2 separate regions of the Rattus norvegicus genome follow, and region 1 is linked to region 2. A link is a contact called in public Hi-C data. All regions are on one chromosome and are shown on one strand. The core of a region is the stretch at or near the end of the contact, and the rest is flanking DNA. Distances in the headings are between cores, read along the strand shown.

What was found. A called contact is a pair of places that touch in the nucleus more often than the background predicts.
Region 1: a contact with region 2 is called in a Hi-C map of liver, with 6 times the contacts expected there. The contact joins the enhancer-like site here to the promoter of Vav3 in region 2. A contact is called at or near these places in 6 of 12 Hi-C or Micro-C datasets (kidney, liver, mammary epithelial cells and 1 more) and 1 of 1 datasets of contacts at active chromatin or transcription factors (oligodendrocytes).

The regions. Positions count from the first base shown.
Region 1 is chr2:199,838,645-199,841,870 of GRCr8, forward strand. All of the region lies in intron 2 of Vav3 (vav guanine nucleotide exchange factor 3), which reads left to right. Among named protein-coding and RNA genes, the nearest start is that of Vav3, 140 kb to the left of the region's middle. Within about 2 kb of position 1,502, at least 12 of the 93 cell types and tissues checked have an H3K27ac peak or open chromatin away from gene starts, as enhancers often do. A contact at or near this core is called in liver, where this site is marked.
Region 2 is chr2:199,698,866-199,702,027 of GRCr8, forward strand. Vav3 (vav guanine nucleotide exchange factor 3) reads left to right here and starts at 1,913. Exons shown (of 27, transcript NM_001191714.1): 1 at 1,913-2,116. The coding sequence starts at 1,913.

The DNA of each region.
Region 1 (3,226 bases), core at 252-2,751, 140 kb after region 2:
AAAAAAAAACATGCAAGTGTCCTCTATCTTTCTTAAAGAACCATCTCAAAAGAAATAGCTGGGTTGGACATAGTGGTGCACACCTTAGATTCCAGCACTTGGGAGGCTGAGGCAGGCTGATCTCTACGAGTTCAAGGCCAGCCTGGTCTACAGAGTGAGTTCCAGGACAGTCAGAGTCTCATGAAGCCAAGCGGAATGGCTGAAAGCATTTGTGGACTGTGAGTGATCTCAGAGCTCAGTCAGACTGTGCGAGTTGGAATGTATAAAGTTCTGAAGAATTAGGTTGCTGTGCCTGTGGAACAACTCTAGGGGATGCTCTTTAAATGTATGAAATTCAAGGTCACGTGTAATGGTTTCTCTCCCCCTTGTCTCATTCATCTGTAGAGTCTGGTGAAATCCTTCTCGTTCTATAAGTTGTGAGGCAGAGGGGAACACCAGTTTCGTGTTTCCAAATGTCTACATAGTTGAAACGAAACATTTGAAAACGACCAGAAGGAACTATTAACATTCATGTGGAAATCATCTTTCTTAGAGAGGTACTTGGATTTGAACCGATCATCTTGACACCTAGACACCAAGAGTTGATTTCCATGGGTTTAAAACCGCTCCGTTTGGGGTGATGAGCACTACAAGTTAAAATCCACCGCCATCATTACACGTGTGGTTACATCAGGGTTGTTGAATCCTCGTTCCTGGTTACGGTGGCTCACACCATTAATCCCATCACTGAGAGGAAGGGGTAGGTGGCAGGGGGCAGGAGGGCAGGGGGCAGAGGGGCAGAGACAGAAAGAGCTCTGTGAGTTTGTGGCCAGCATCGTCTACATAGCAAATTCCAGGACAGCCCAGGCTACTCAGTGGAACCCTTTCTCAAACGAGACAAGACAAAACAAAACCCATGAGAGAGTTAGTATTACATCCCCCGCTTTACTCACAGTTAAAGTAATTTAACAGCAAGGGAAATTCTACCAAATATTCTAAAGTGTAATTTTGCCCTTGTAGGCTGAAGATAATGAGTCATTACTACTGAAAAGTAATCAATTTACACGTTCTATGCTCTAGCCAGGCAGCCCCCGGACGTTTGTGGTGACTTGGTTTCCATTTCGCTCAGTTACATTCTGAGAAGCTCGAGCGTGGAGAAATTAGCTGAGGAAGGGTGGGAGACGTTTCTTTTCCTGATACTTCTGTTTTACTTCTTTCTCTATTTCAGAACCAGATATGTTTGCTTTTTCTCTTGTCTTTTTCATTTTTTCTTTTCTTTCTTCCCTTTTTTTTTTTGGTAAAGGAGTGACCACCAAACCCTGAAAAGGCATAAGCTGAGAGAATCTGGATCAGGAAGTGTTTCACAGTTAATTGGTTTTTCCGACACATGGTAGTGGGCTGGACATATAGAATATGAAATAAGGTAACTTTGTGAGAAATCCGGAGCTTCTGTAATGGGATGAAGGCATGTTTTCAAGGCGCCATGCTCAGGAAATGGGGGGGAGGCTGTTCCCCCTCGAGGCCCCAGGACCTTGGCCTTTCTATCTCCTCTCTGCATGGCTCGCTGAGTTCCTGTAGCCTCTCAGTACTTGACTTCCGATCAAATTTCATTTAAATGACAACAAGAAGAAAGTTTGAAAACTATTTCCTTGACTGTAAGATTAGAAAAGCATTTTTGCACATCTCATTAAACATATTTTTGCTAAATACAAATTTAATATGCACTTATTAGCAGCGACTGATAATGTATTAATATAAATAATATTAAATGTCAAGCTGGGCCCGGTGGCATCCTGTCTCAAAGCAATAACCAAACATTACATCAAGGAATAGAAACAAAACTCAAATTGCATAGCACCGTGCCTTACTGGATAGCTGCTGCTGCTAGTGGGTCACTGTGTGCAGTGTTTGAATATCCTGTTTATTGGAGGCACAGGCAGCCTTAGGGTGGGAATCAGGAGGGAGGTCAGGGAGATGGGGGCCCTCAGCCCTGTCAGCTCTGAGCATATTCTTCCTTCTTTATGTTTGTTTCCTCCTCTGCAAGCGGCAGGAAGGCCAAAGGCCTTCTTGAACATGTTTCAGAGGGCAGGACCTAGGGTGAATGCTGGAGTGATGACTCGGCAGCTTTCGGCAGAGTGCTTGCTGCTCTTTCCGAAGGTCCGAGTTTCGGTCCCAGAACCCGAAATAGCTGAATAGCTCACAACTGTCCTTAACCGCAGCTGGAGGGGATGTGATGCCCTCTGCTAATCTCAGTGCACACCCATGCACACATGGCCTATACTCATGTGTATACACACATAAAACAAAACTAAAACCTACATCTTAAAACATAAACTGACTGGCCACTCCACCCGGTTGTCTCGTAGGTTGTGTTCTCTCCAGAGTTTTCATTAGGCTGTGAAAAATGACAATGTTCTAAGAACTGCTGTGACTTAGGGATTCACCAGGCTCTAATGAACACAATGTAATCGAGTCCACGCAGCCTTTTGGTGGGTGGAGGAGTCTTTCCAGTGAGTTATGCTGAAATCAATTTCCGGAGGACTATTAGTGATGTATCCTGTAGCAACAGGGGAGACAGATACTTTAGTATCTGAGATGTTAAAAAAAAACATAGAACTTAAAAAAATTGTCTTCATGATATCATTGTTATTGCCTGAGAACTAAGGTAAAAAATTAGAGGATAACCAAAGAGTAGAAATAACTAATTAATTTTAACTATTTTTAAAGCATTTCTTATTTTTTAAAAGATAGGGTTTTTTTTTATATATATAGTTAGAGGGTGACCTGGAGCTTGTGGTGACATTTCTCCCCAGCTTCCTGAGTAGCATGATTACAGGTATGTGTCCCTGTGCCTTTATATTAAAAGCTTTATAAATGCCTGTCACATATGGTGTTCCACTGAAGATATTTAACCCTTCTGTTGGTCCCAAATAATTAGACATTTTAAAAAGGCAGTCGGAGCCCAGAAAGTTGGTGGTCATTGTGTATTGGGACAATCCTGTATTCAAACACTGTGGCAGAAAAACTAGACCATTTCCACTATAAGACTCTGTAATCACATACATCAGTGTGTGAAATATGGATACACGCGGATTCATGTCTTGCTTTTAAAAGAACAGATTCCTTAAGACTTGTTTTTTTTTTCTCTTCTTTTCTTTGTTTTTGGAGCTGGGGACCGAACCCAGGGCTTGCTAGGCAAGCGCTCTACCACTGAGCTAAATCCCCAACCCCGTCCTTAAGACTTGTG
Region 2 (3,162 bases), core at 663-3,162:
GTCTTCCTTCCGTTCCAGCACTCTTCTCTTTATGCAGGACCATGTTTTAAATGGAATTCCATGTGCATTTTGTTTGTAAAGATCTATAATGTGTAATGCGGCTTATAGTACTTGCCTCTTTTGGATGGTTTTGCATTCTGAGTTTTTAGTAAAGTGGCAGTCAACAGCCAACTGAAAATATCACATTTAAATTCAGAAAGCAAATGTATGTATGTTTTAAATAAATGTTACTACAATTTGTGATTATAATGTTCTGTTTCATTGCAACATTGCTGTTGGTGGTCTCTCTGCCTATGATGCACTTTACAGTTTTGGTGATGCGGTATTGCTGAGGATTGATCCTCCTATAGTTTCAAGCTTTCAAACCTATTATGGTCTAGGAAACATTGTGCTATTGATGGACTCCACAGTGAGCACAGAGGAAGTTACTGGGGACGGATGCAAGCGAGGAAAGGAAATCCTCAGGCTGATTTATTGTTTAAGGCGGGCTGTGTACAGAGCAGGCTATGCTTGCCTTTGTCACGCGTAGAAGAACCCAACCTCTGTCCCAACAGACCATGTACTTTCTAAAAGTTACGTTTCGTTCTTTTTATTAAATCGATATGATCCACAATGGAAATTTTGAGCTACAAATATCTAAGGAAACAACAACACAAGATATAAAATCCCACCAAACTGGATTTCATATTTTAAAAATGTAGCGAAGAGGGGGCATTTACAGGGAGCTGTCAGGGTTCAGTGTAGTAATATATTGCTACAAATAGCTTAAGCGCCCTTTTCGGCTTTGTAGGGCACCGGGAACAAAACAAACAGGGAGTGCCTTGCCTCATTGTGACAGAGTTGATGTAGGGGGTGCACTTTCCAATTTTCCCCAGGGTTCTCCAAATATGCTGACCCAGTGCTGAAGCGATTTGAGCTCAAACCTGGTGGCAAGCCTCCGACGCATGCGCGCTCTTGCCTCGGTGTCACTGGCCTGTTTTTTTCTCAGGCAGGTTTTTGAGGATCAGCAAAAGGTGCAGGACTGCTTTAGTGAACAGTTCCTAGACTGGGAGGTACGCAAAACCCAACTCTTTCCCTCCACATAGGCTGAAGCTGCAACTGTCCCCACGTCACTCACTTTCAAGGTGTCAAAACATCCTCAGAACAAACTAACTTGGAGGAAGGGGGTGAGGATGGACCTGGAGGAGGCGGATCCAGGGGCCGATCACAAACTTTCCACGCTGCGTTCTCCAGATGCCGCGGGGTGCACACATCTTATTTCTCCAGGCTCCCTGTGTCCCAGTTAAGCCGCGGCTCTTCTGAGACCCTCTTAATTTAAATCACATTCATTGTTTAGGGTGTCCTGGGGGACACCCCTGCGAATCTCAGTGTTCAGCCACACTTCCTAGGAAGCCGCGCCGTTGGGCTAATCCCTGGACGCCCCGGGGTTGTGCAAGCCCCGCGCATCTGAGGGTTCACGGACGGGCGGGGGCGCCGGGATCCCCTTTGTGGCCGCCGCCCCAACTTGGCCTGCTCCTCCCCCAGCCGCCCCGCCCTCAGTCCCCGACCCCCAGCCAGGGCGGCGGGCACGCTCGCACCCGCGCCTCCCGGGACTCGCGGACCGCACAGACCGGCCAGGCGCGCTGGGCATGCTCAGTCGCGGGGCGCCAGGCTAGCGAGTCGGAAGCCAGTGCTCAGCCGAGCCAGCCGGGGCGCACCGAGAGCGCGCGGCACTCGCTGCTGCAGCGGCGGCCGGGCCGCGGCGCATCCGGGCGGGGACCCGAGGCGAGTTCTACGCCGCGTCCCGGAGCTGCGGACTGCGGCGCCCTCACCAGAAAGGCAGAGAGACTCCCGGCGGGGCGCTGACGCTTCGCGGCAGCCACCTCGGAGTCACCGCCCGCCCCGGCCGGGCCGGTTCCCGGAGCCGTCGGACATGGAGCCGTGGAAGCAGTGCGCTCAGTGGCTCATCCACTGCAAAGTGCTGCCCGCCAACCACCGGGTGACCTGGGACTCGGCGCAGGTGTTCGACCTGGCGCAGACCCTCCGCGATGGAGTCCTGCTCTGCCAGCTGCTCAACAACCTGCGGCCACACTCCATCAATCTGAAGGAGATCAACCTGAGACCCCAGATGTCCCAGGTATGGAGGCCACCCCGCGACCCCGCTGCCCGTCAGAGGCTCCCATTAATCATCCGGATAATTTCTTTGTGTAAATGCAAACATCTAGGTGCGCTCCGCTTTGCCCTGCCTCTCAGTTCTCAGCTTGGGGGCTTCTCCTCACTTGCCTTGAAATGATTTAGCTTCTAAGCAGAACTAAAGCCTTGCATCGGGAGATGGTGTATGGAATCCTAATGGTCTCTGGGAGGCGGGGAGAAATAAGTTATCTTAGGACGCTGTTTCACCTTCCTGTTCCCCCTCCTCCCCCGCCGTGTGTGCGCGCGCGTGTGCGTGCGTGCGTGTGTGTGTGTGTGTGTGTGTGTGTGTGTGTGTGTGTGTGTGTGTGATAACAAAGAGGGATCCGGCTTTAAAATAACAACGAGAAGCCATGAGATGAAGTGATGGGATAATTTTGCTTCGACTTGTTCTTTTGCTTTCCGTTTGGTCCCCACGTTCTGGAAAGAGGAACTATGCCATACATGAGGACTCTAGGAAGTGGACGGCGTTTGGTACCGTTATCTGCTCAGAGGAAATTAAAAAAAAAAAGCGGGACACAGAAAGCCTTCCTGAAGTTTCCCTCCCCGACCCCCTAAGCCCGTGTTAGCAGACTGGAAGGTTGTGTTTATAGCTTGTCTGAAAACATAAGTGAAGCCAGTCCAGCCTCCCTCACCAGCTGCAGGAAGTGAGAAGTTTTTCTGGAGATTCTGCTTTCTTTCATTGGGTCTTGTGCTCAGGTAGCATGGAGGCACTCGGGCTCCTGCGGCCTTAGCTTTGCTTGGAGCCACCTCCTTGGGAGTTCTGATTAAAATCCAGCCCTGGAAGGCATGGAAGACAGTGGTCTCCTCAGAGACAGCTCAAAAAGCCACAGTGCAGCTCAGTGCTGCTTTTTTTGGCCCGTCAGAAACTTTCTGTTCAGAGGGTGTTCAACGCAACTCAGAACTTCTATTTTCTCTTTCTCTCTTTCTCTCTCTCTTTCTCTCTCTCTCTCTCTCTCTCTCTCTCTCTCTCTCTCTCTCTCTCTCACACAC